2 separate regions of the Gossypium hirsutum genome follow, and region 1 is linked to region 2. The links are chromatin contacts, called in public Hi-C maps. All regions are on one chromosome and are shown on one strand. Each heading gives the region's core, a stretch centred on a gene start, on an enhancer-like site or on the middle of the called end of the contact. The rest is flanking DNA. Distances are from core to core; before and after follow the strand shown. Region 1 holds the start of LOC107897862. Region 2 holds the start of LOC107897858.

Evidence for each region. A called contact is a pair of places that touch in the nucleus more often than the background predicts.
Region 1: a Hi-C map of leaf shows a contact between it and region 2, with 2.3 times the contacts expected there. The contact joins the promoter of LOC107897862 here to the promoter of LOC107897858 in region 2. A contact is called at or near these places in 5 of 34 Hi-C or Micro-C datasets (callus, leaf and petal).

The regions. Positions count from the first base shown.
Region 1 is chrD08:16,592,123-16,596,547 of Gossypium_hirsutum_v2.1, reverse strand. It overlaps LOC107897862, which reads right to left and starts at 2,528. Exons shown (of 20, transcript XM_016823445.2): 1 at 2,059-2,528; 2 at 1,940-1,979; 3 at 1,583-1,831. The coding sequence starts at 2,275.
Region 2 is chrD08:16,259,071-16,263,705 of Gossypium_hirsutum_v2.1, reverse strand. LOC107897858 reads left to right here and starts at 2,183. Exons shown (of 3, transcript XM_041099937.1): 1 at 2,183-2,528.

The DNA.
Region 1 (4,425 bases), core at 1,279-3,778, 330 kb before region 2:
AACATCATTATTATTTTCTTTGAATTAATAGAAAGAAACTAAAGGTTTTTCATAACCCTAAATTTTCTAAAGTTCCAACTTCTTTCTTACTCATTTGTTCCACCCTAAGGTAGTGTTTGGTATGATGGAAAGTAGTCACATTCTAGGGAATTTAATCAGTTGGAAAGTGATTCCAACGTTTGGTGTGTCAAATTTTATTTACTTTCCTTGAAATCTAACTTTCCATTGGGAGTTACTTTCCCATGAACATGGCAATGTGATTCCCATGATAAAAGGTGCGGAAGTTACTTTCCCATGTAGATTTGAAAGTTAAAAATAATCTTAAAACAAAATTAACCCTATTTTATATTGGTTTATGGTATTAGTATACTAAAAAACGTAAAATAAAAAAATAAAAAATAAAAAGCTATTGCCTTCTTCCTTTGTCCTAACTCCTACTACTTGATTTTCTCTATTACTTCAACGAATTCTTCGCAAGTATTATATATAAATAATTTTCTAATTTATTCCAAATCAAGTTCCATATATACATTATTTTATATGTGCATTATTATATTTAGAAAATATATGTAGGACAAATTTGCTTTCAATTAACATTATAAATTAAAAAATTTTAAAAATATAAATTAAAATTTATTATTAAATATTCGATCCAAATATTTGTTAAGAATAAAGTTTATTATAAAAATTAAATACATGAATATTATTTTTTATTTAACAAGGGTAAATTCTTAAATTATCATTACATTCTTAGGAGAATACTTAGTGAATCAAATGTGATAATGTAATTTTCTTGGGATTTTAATCAATACCTTCCAATGTATGCTAAAGTTGTAAAGTAACTTTCACAACAGTTACATTCCAAAGAATAGCATTCCATCGGAATCATAACATGGAAAAGCACCAAACACTACCTAATTTTATTGATTTACTGCTGTTTTCCCATACGAAATCAATTTTGGCATCAAAACCTAATTAGATCCTAGGGCACGCATTAGAAGTTAGAGGAAGAGGAAATCAGGGTCAACTTGCCACATGCAATTTATGCTTAGCTTTTCTCGTCACTAAAATATAGCTAATAAAAGAGACTAAAAGCCAACAGGGTGAAGCACACCTTATATGCCCTTTGCCTTTCTAGGGCACAAAAGACTATCACTTAACTGATAGCAACACTAGACTAGGCATGAGGCACTTCAATCAAAGAAGGCCACATCAATGAAAGAACCTCGAATACGTGCAACAAAATTATTGCTTTCAATGAATAAACTCTAAAATAAAAAGTGATCAAAAGTCGAAGGCAGTAGCAGCACAAAAAATGGGAAACATGGACAGCAGCAAAATTAAATCAAAATGCTTTGCAAGGTATCCGGGTATATGAATAGATGAAAACATTGACACTTAAAAGGTAGCAGAAAACAAAGAATAAGAAGCTTCAATTCTAGAATTCGGGCTTAGCAAATGAATGTGACATAAAGTAGAGGTAAGTTTATTTCCCTATAATAGTAAATATATATATGTGAAGTAAATAAATATGGCAATGGAGCTGCTGATTTAAATATGAGCTAACCGAGAGAGAACTCACCAGAGAAGAGACTTGTTGTCAAGTTCTTGTTTAGGTACATCACGGCTACGCATGGTAACCAAGTCCAAAAAGATGGCTTTGTTTTCACAACAGATGACAAGAAAATGTCGTCCTTTAGTTGATGGAGCAGGAGAGGCAAAAGTCGAAGTAAGATGATTGACAGCAGTGGGAGCTTCGGCGGCCGCAGAACGATTACGCCAAAGTTGCCAAAACCGCACGTCATCATCGAAAAAGCTCACTTGCTTAACACTATTAACAATTCATCGAAAGAAAAAGGTCCAGATTTCAGATTTTACTGTTAAATTGTATTTGAAGAAAGTTAAACGAAAAAAGAGAGCTCTACTAGATAATAATCACCTCCCTCCGCGGATGGCCTCTGTAGGTTTCCCTTTGGGCTCTGCAAATTTGTCAAGTCAAATGAAATCAACTCCAAAACAAGTGAGGATGAATATTAGATATAGAAATAGATTACGAACCAGATTCGCCCTCAGCAAGCTTCTCCAATTTGACACCAACAAGACGTCTCTGATCGATCCCACCGGCCTTGAGCTCGTAAATGACCTGGCGATGTTCCCAGTTCCAAACGGAGACGTGGTCGGAGGCATCCGCAGTTACCAACCATGGATGCGTGGGATGCACCGCTAACTTCACAATCTTATCATTGGTGCCTCGAAATGCCCTCAGCCGCAGCATTTCCCCCCGATCTGATCTGATCTGATCTGGTTATAAACAACTATTATACAGTTCACTAGCAAGGGCAACCGAAAAATCTGGAATCACTATTCCAATTTCGAGTTTCATCCAGAATTTCAGATCCACCCACTCTCAGCTGAGTCTGTCCTGGCTGGTTTTCGATTTGCAACTCCCTCCCTCAAGGTATTTCCCTTCTTTGTTTTTTCTACTTTATTTTTCTTTTTAAACCCCAAAAACATGCTAGCAACTGAATAGAATAATCAAATTCGAACTATCATTTCTAAAATAATTTAATACCTCTTTTGACCCCTGTGCTAAAGTAAAAATTTCACTTTGGTATCTATGTTATTTTTATCAGTTTGGCCCCTATACTCTATTTTGATTATCAAAATGGCCCCTAAACTTTTATTATGTATACCCGTTACCCATCTATATATTTTCTGTTAAAAAATTAAATCAACCAATTGCCACATTAAATAAAAGTAAAAAAATTTAAATTTTAAAAATATAAAAAAACTTAAATAAAATCATAAAAAAACCAAAATAATTATTTTAAAAAATTAAAAAAATTCTAATCTATTTTTTGAAAATTATAAAAAAAATATTTTATAATTATAAGTATGCCAAACTTTAAAAAACAATAAAAAGTTTCATAATTTTTATAAAAATTCATTTATTTGGAATTCTAGGCTTTTTGAAAAATCTTGAAATTTTTAAATAATTTTACGATATTTTAAAAAAAAATTAGGGATTTTTATATTTTTATGAATTTTTTTATATTTTTAAGGAATTTTAAGTATTACATAAAATTACTATAAAAATCTTTTAAAAGGGATTAGTTATCACTCAATAAAAGAATACCTAAGTTTTTTTTTTGTTTATATGTCAAAAAGGTCCTTAACAAATGTGAAAAATCAATTAAACAACAGTATTAAATTCGTACCCAATTAATTTCTTGCTATTAACAAAAAAATCAATTAAGTCCCTTCGTTAATGGTTTCCGTTGTTGACCATGTTACTTGTTAAAATAAATTGACAAACCAATTAAATGATGACACATGGCAACTTTTAGTTTAATCTATATTTTCCCATAAAATGATTAAAAATAGAAAAATTATAAAATATTATATAATTTTTAAAAAATAAAAATACTAAAATTGATACAAACTTATAAAAACTTGTAAATATTATAAAAATAAAATTCTAATAAATTATGAAAAACTTTATAAAATTAATACAAATATTTAAAATTTTATAAAACATATAAAAATTCTTAAAAACTTATAAAAATCATAAAAATATATATAAAAAAATTAAAACATTAAAATTTATATAAACTTATAAAATATTAAAAACATAAAAACTTGAATTGGATTAGATCAATCGGTCGGACCGATTAAATCCAAGTCGGCAAAGTTACCGATGTTCAGAGAAAGCCATTAGACCAATTGACCTAGGAATCAGGCGATTAAACTGATTTTTAATTTTATATTTTTTTATTTTTAATGTTTTATTTAATTGAACTAAATGGATCAGTCGAATTGGCAAACCGATGACTTGACCAGTTATGAAAATCTTGGTCAAAATATTTCATATTAACATATGCTAATAGTTGGATAATAAAATTTTGATTTGATAGTATGTAATTGTATCAAAAATATTTTATATCATACAATACTTAGTAAATAATTTCCATTTTTTCAAGGTCCAAACTACTTTACTTAAAAATTTTGAGATGATAAAATTTTTAAAAAATAATACTAACTTATCAATAAATAAAATGGAAAAGATCTCACAATTATCATTTTATTTGTGGAATTTCGAAAACATTTTATTCAACATGAAAATGACCCTAACGATCTTATGATTATTCTCATTATCCAATGATTGGTCTAATGCCATGCGCTCATTATGATTTTAGAGGTTTAAATAGTTTTTTTATAATTTTTAATTGTTAATATTTTTTATAAATTTATTAGAATTTTTTATATTTTTATAATTTTTACTAATTTTATACGTTTTTATAAAATTTAAATATTTTATTAATTTTATAAATGATTTAATAAATTATTAGATTTTTATATTTTTTATATTTTTTATATTTTATATTTTTTATGATTTTTTTATAATTTTTATAAGTGTATATCAAT
Region 2 (4,635 bases), core at 934-3,433:
TTTTTTCGTATTCAAATCATATACCACTCTTTACCGAATGTACTCATTCATATATAAATGCATATAAAACATAGTTATGACTTCACACATATACTTACCCTTTGGCCGAATATATATAGGCTTTTTACACATACACATACTTTTGTATCCCAATTGACATAACCAACTAAATTTGATAGCATATATTAATTAAATATTACATACTTATACCATCATATACATATGTGTCACATTTATCATTCATCGGATCAGTACAATTTGTACTAAATAATTTATCGAAGCATTAATAAAGTTGCACCATTAGTGCTCTTCTCTCACTTAACCAAATTAATCTCAGTTTCGCACACTTAGTGCCCGTTATTTAACATCATTATTTAATTTCGCACACTTAGTGCTCGTTATTCAACCTCATCATTTAATTCGCACATTTAGTGCTAATCATATAGCCGTAGCTATTTCATACTCGCACACTCAGTGCTAAATATCAACAAATCACCTTCACATCTATCCCTGCTTCTCAAACATATACACATTCGGCTACCACATATATATATTTTTCATATTTCATTTCAGCATATATAATTAATATTTATCTAAAATTTACAACGTCTATTTGCTTATAAACTTACCTTGGACAACGATAATCGAAACGGAACGATTAGTCAACGGCTTTAGTCTTCCCCCGATCCAAGTCCGATTTCTTTAATTCTTGATCTTAAATCAAGCTTCAAAGATGGCCGAATAGCTTGGTTGTTCTTCTTTTCTTTTCTTTTCTTAGTTTCGGTAAGATGATAATGAAATAAAAGATGATAGTGGCTTTTATTTGTTTAATTATAATATTATAATATAATATATATTATAACCTTTATAAATAATATAAAAACTATATATTATACACATAATGCCGTCCACTATCTTTTTAATGGTCAAATTGCAAAATAAAACCTCCATATTAAAAGAATAACCACTATTCAGCCCTTTTAAAAATAACCATTAAATTTTTATTTTACGCGATTTAATCCTTTTATTTAATCTGACACTCAAACGACGAAATTAAAGCACAAAATTTTCACACTAGTAAATTCACACATAATAAACACAGAAAATAATATTAAAATATTTTTTTTGACTCAGACTTGTAGTCCCAAAACCACTATGTTCGATTAGAGTCGAAATCGGGCTGTTACATGATGTATGTTTCAGTGACCATTTTGGTATGTTTGTATATGACTTTGGCATGTGGTCATGGTGGTAAGTTTTGTTAGAAAATTACATGAGAAATGTATGGTTGGTTAATGGCTAAAATTATGCAATGTGTAAGCATGTTTGGTGTTTGTGATTGAGGTGCCTTTGGACATATTGGTTGTATGGATAGATACCATATTGATTTAACTCCATTATGCATGTTTTAGGTACATTTTTGAATGCTTGAAATATGTACAAACGGTTTGTATGTGTGAGCATGATTAGGTTGAAGGAAATGACTTGAAAATGACCTATTTCCCCTCCACACGGCCTAAGACACGGGCATGCGTCTCAGCTGTGTATGACACACGGTCACGTGTAAGTTTTTTTTAGGTTGCATTTCGAGAGTTACACGGCCTAACACAAGGGCGTGTGGCTTGGACGTGTGAACCAAGTCAAAGAGTTATACGGTCAAGGACACGGCCATGTATTCCAACTTCGGATGCCTACACAGCCTGAGATACGGGCGTGTGTCTCAGCCGTGTGAGTCACACGGCTTGACCATACGGCTGTGTGACCCCTGTAGTATGAATTTTTCTATCTTTTTCCATGAAGTTCTAAATATTTTTGATTTAGTCCCGAATCATTTCTAAAGTATTTCTAAGGCCTCGGGGGCTCGAAAATGGGACGTTATGCAAGTGTGTGCATGGACTATGATATGACTTATGAAATGTTTAAGAACGGATGTTTTTATGTTAAAAGTTTTCGGTAATGTTCCATAACACTATTTTGACGATAGATACGGGTTAGGGGTGTTACAGGTTCTGTGCCTAAAGGGAGTTCTAATGTTCTCAAGCCTGTGAATAGTGGTAATGAACGGAAGCCTTTAGTTTTCAATGATGGGTCGATCATGGGCCATAGAGCTGGGGCAGGTGTTGTGGATCCTTTTTTCTTTTAGTTTAGTACAAATTTCTAGAGGTTTAGATAAAAAGAAAAATAAAGCTATCCAGCAGCTTCAGCTGAAAAAACATACACGAGGCATGGAGAAAAGCAGTTGAGCAGTATTTGTGAGAATGGCAGTGCGATTTTGAATGGTGAAGTTTCTGGTCAAAGGCCGATGGAGATGGGGAATTTTGAAAGGGTTCAACCTCCGAAGATTGTGATTGGACATCCAAGTTAGAATTTGGTTGAAATTGGAGAGGCAATAAAGGGGATTGTTGGGGTTATTGATCAGGAAATTAGGCTGGGGTGTTCATCAGGTGGGCTTTCTATGGCAAAGGAAGGAGTTGATGTGGAGGTAGCAGGTGCTTCTCAGGCAAATTGCTAACCTGATTTTTTTTTGGGTCTGTTCTTTAACCTTAATTTTTTTTTATGAAGATTAAAATGTGTTTCTGGAACTTCCAAGGTGTTTGCCATCCTAGATTTCATATTTTCGTAAGGTAGTATAATAGATAATTCTCTCCAAATTTATTGTCTGTTTGAAACGCGTATCAGTGGGTGTAGAGCTGATAGAATTCTTGGTAGGTTAGGATTTCAAAACTCTTTCAGATTGGAAGCCTTGGAGTTCTCGGGGGAATTTGTCTCCTTTGGAATGATTGTATTAATGTTGATCTCATTCAGGTTCACCATTAGGTCGTCCATATGAGGATTACACAGGGTTCTTCAGCCTTTCTTTGTTTTGTTGTTTATGCAAGTTCCTAGTTACAGAAAAGGCGTGATTTGTGGAGAGCGCTAGATGATTTTGCTTCTAATGTCTGTGAACCATGGATTCTAGTAGGTGATTTTAAGTTCATTTTAGATGGTCCGGAGAGACAAGATAGGGCAAGTAGAGAGGGCTTTAGTTGGGATTTGTTTAAAAGCTTCATCTTTAAATTTGGACACAAGGATATGGGATTTTTAGGGCCACATTTTACTTAGAACCGAGGGATGCTTTTCAAATACTTGATCGTACTATTTGTAATTTTTTGTGGGAGGTAGCTGCATCGAACCATTTTATAAGACATTTACATAGGTTAAAATTGGATCATCGGCCGATTTTGATTGCGCGTAGCCTTAGTTGTCCCAATGTTAATCGATGACCCTTTTGTTTCTTAGCTAGCTGGTTACTTCATTGAAAATTCAGGGATCTTATTTAGGAATATTAGAATCCAAATATTGAGGTGGGTTCGAACTTGGAGTTCTTGAAGTCCGTGCTACAAGATTGGAATAAAAATGTCTATGGGAATATTGTTGTTAGGAAGAAGGAACTAATTAGGGAACTGGAGCATATACAGAGAATCTTAGAGTTTCGATCTTCCCTACAGTTGTGCTCAAGAGAAACTGAAATTTGGAAGGAAATTGATATTGTACTTAAACATGAAGAAGTCCTTTGGTTTCAGAAATTTAGATCGGTTTGGTTGACAAATGGTGATAGAAACACCAAGTATTTTCACAGCCGTACGAGAGGTCGAAGAAAAGCCAATAGAATTGAGGGGCTAATAATAGGAGATGAAGGTTGGTGTTTTGATGATGACAAAATAAAACAACATGCTGTGAGTTTTTTTAAGACATTTATACGGCTAGTTCTAGGAATGCAGGATCCTTTCCTTGTTACGATATGTTTCTTTCTATTTCTTTGGATGACCGAGAACTTTTATCAATGAATGTGTCTCGTGAAGAAATTCACAAGGCGATTTTTAGTATGGCACCTTTGAATGCTCTTGGAATTGATGGGTTTCATGCAAAGTTCTACCAATCCCAATGGGACACAGTAGACGATTCTGTGTGTGATCTGATTTAGAAGGTTTTTCTAGGACAATGTCTTGATCTGAACATTAATAAGACGTTACTTGTGTTGACCCCGAAAATCCAAAATATTGAATACATATCTCAATTCCACCTGATAAGTTTATGTACGGTGTTGTACAAAATTATAACGAAGACTATTGTTCTCCGCCTTAGACCGATCATGTCTACTGTTCTCAGTCCAAACCTAACTAGTTTTATTGCAGAAAGGAACATTGCAGATAACATAATCATTACTCAATAGGCTATTCACATTATGAGATCCAAAAAAGGGCAGAAATGTTAGATGGCATTGAAAGTTGATTCAGAGAAAGCATATTACAGAGTTCGTTGGGATTTCTTGGAAGACACTATGGTGGATGTAGGTTTTCCATCTGTCATTATCCATTTAATAATGTCTTGTGTGACTTCATCATCTATGCAGGTCCTTTGGAATGGATCCATTTTTGATCAATTTTGTCCCACATGTGGATTGCGACAAGGAGACCCCATATCTCCTTACTTTTATGTTTTGTGTATGGAGTGGTTTGGTCACGTTATAAACAATGTTGTGGATAGGCATGTATAGACCCCTAATCCATTTTCGAGGCATGGGCCAAAAATTTCGTATCTCTTTTTTGTGGATGATTTAATTCTATTCTGTAAAGCTGATAGGGTTGATGTGGC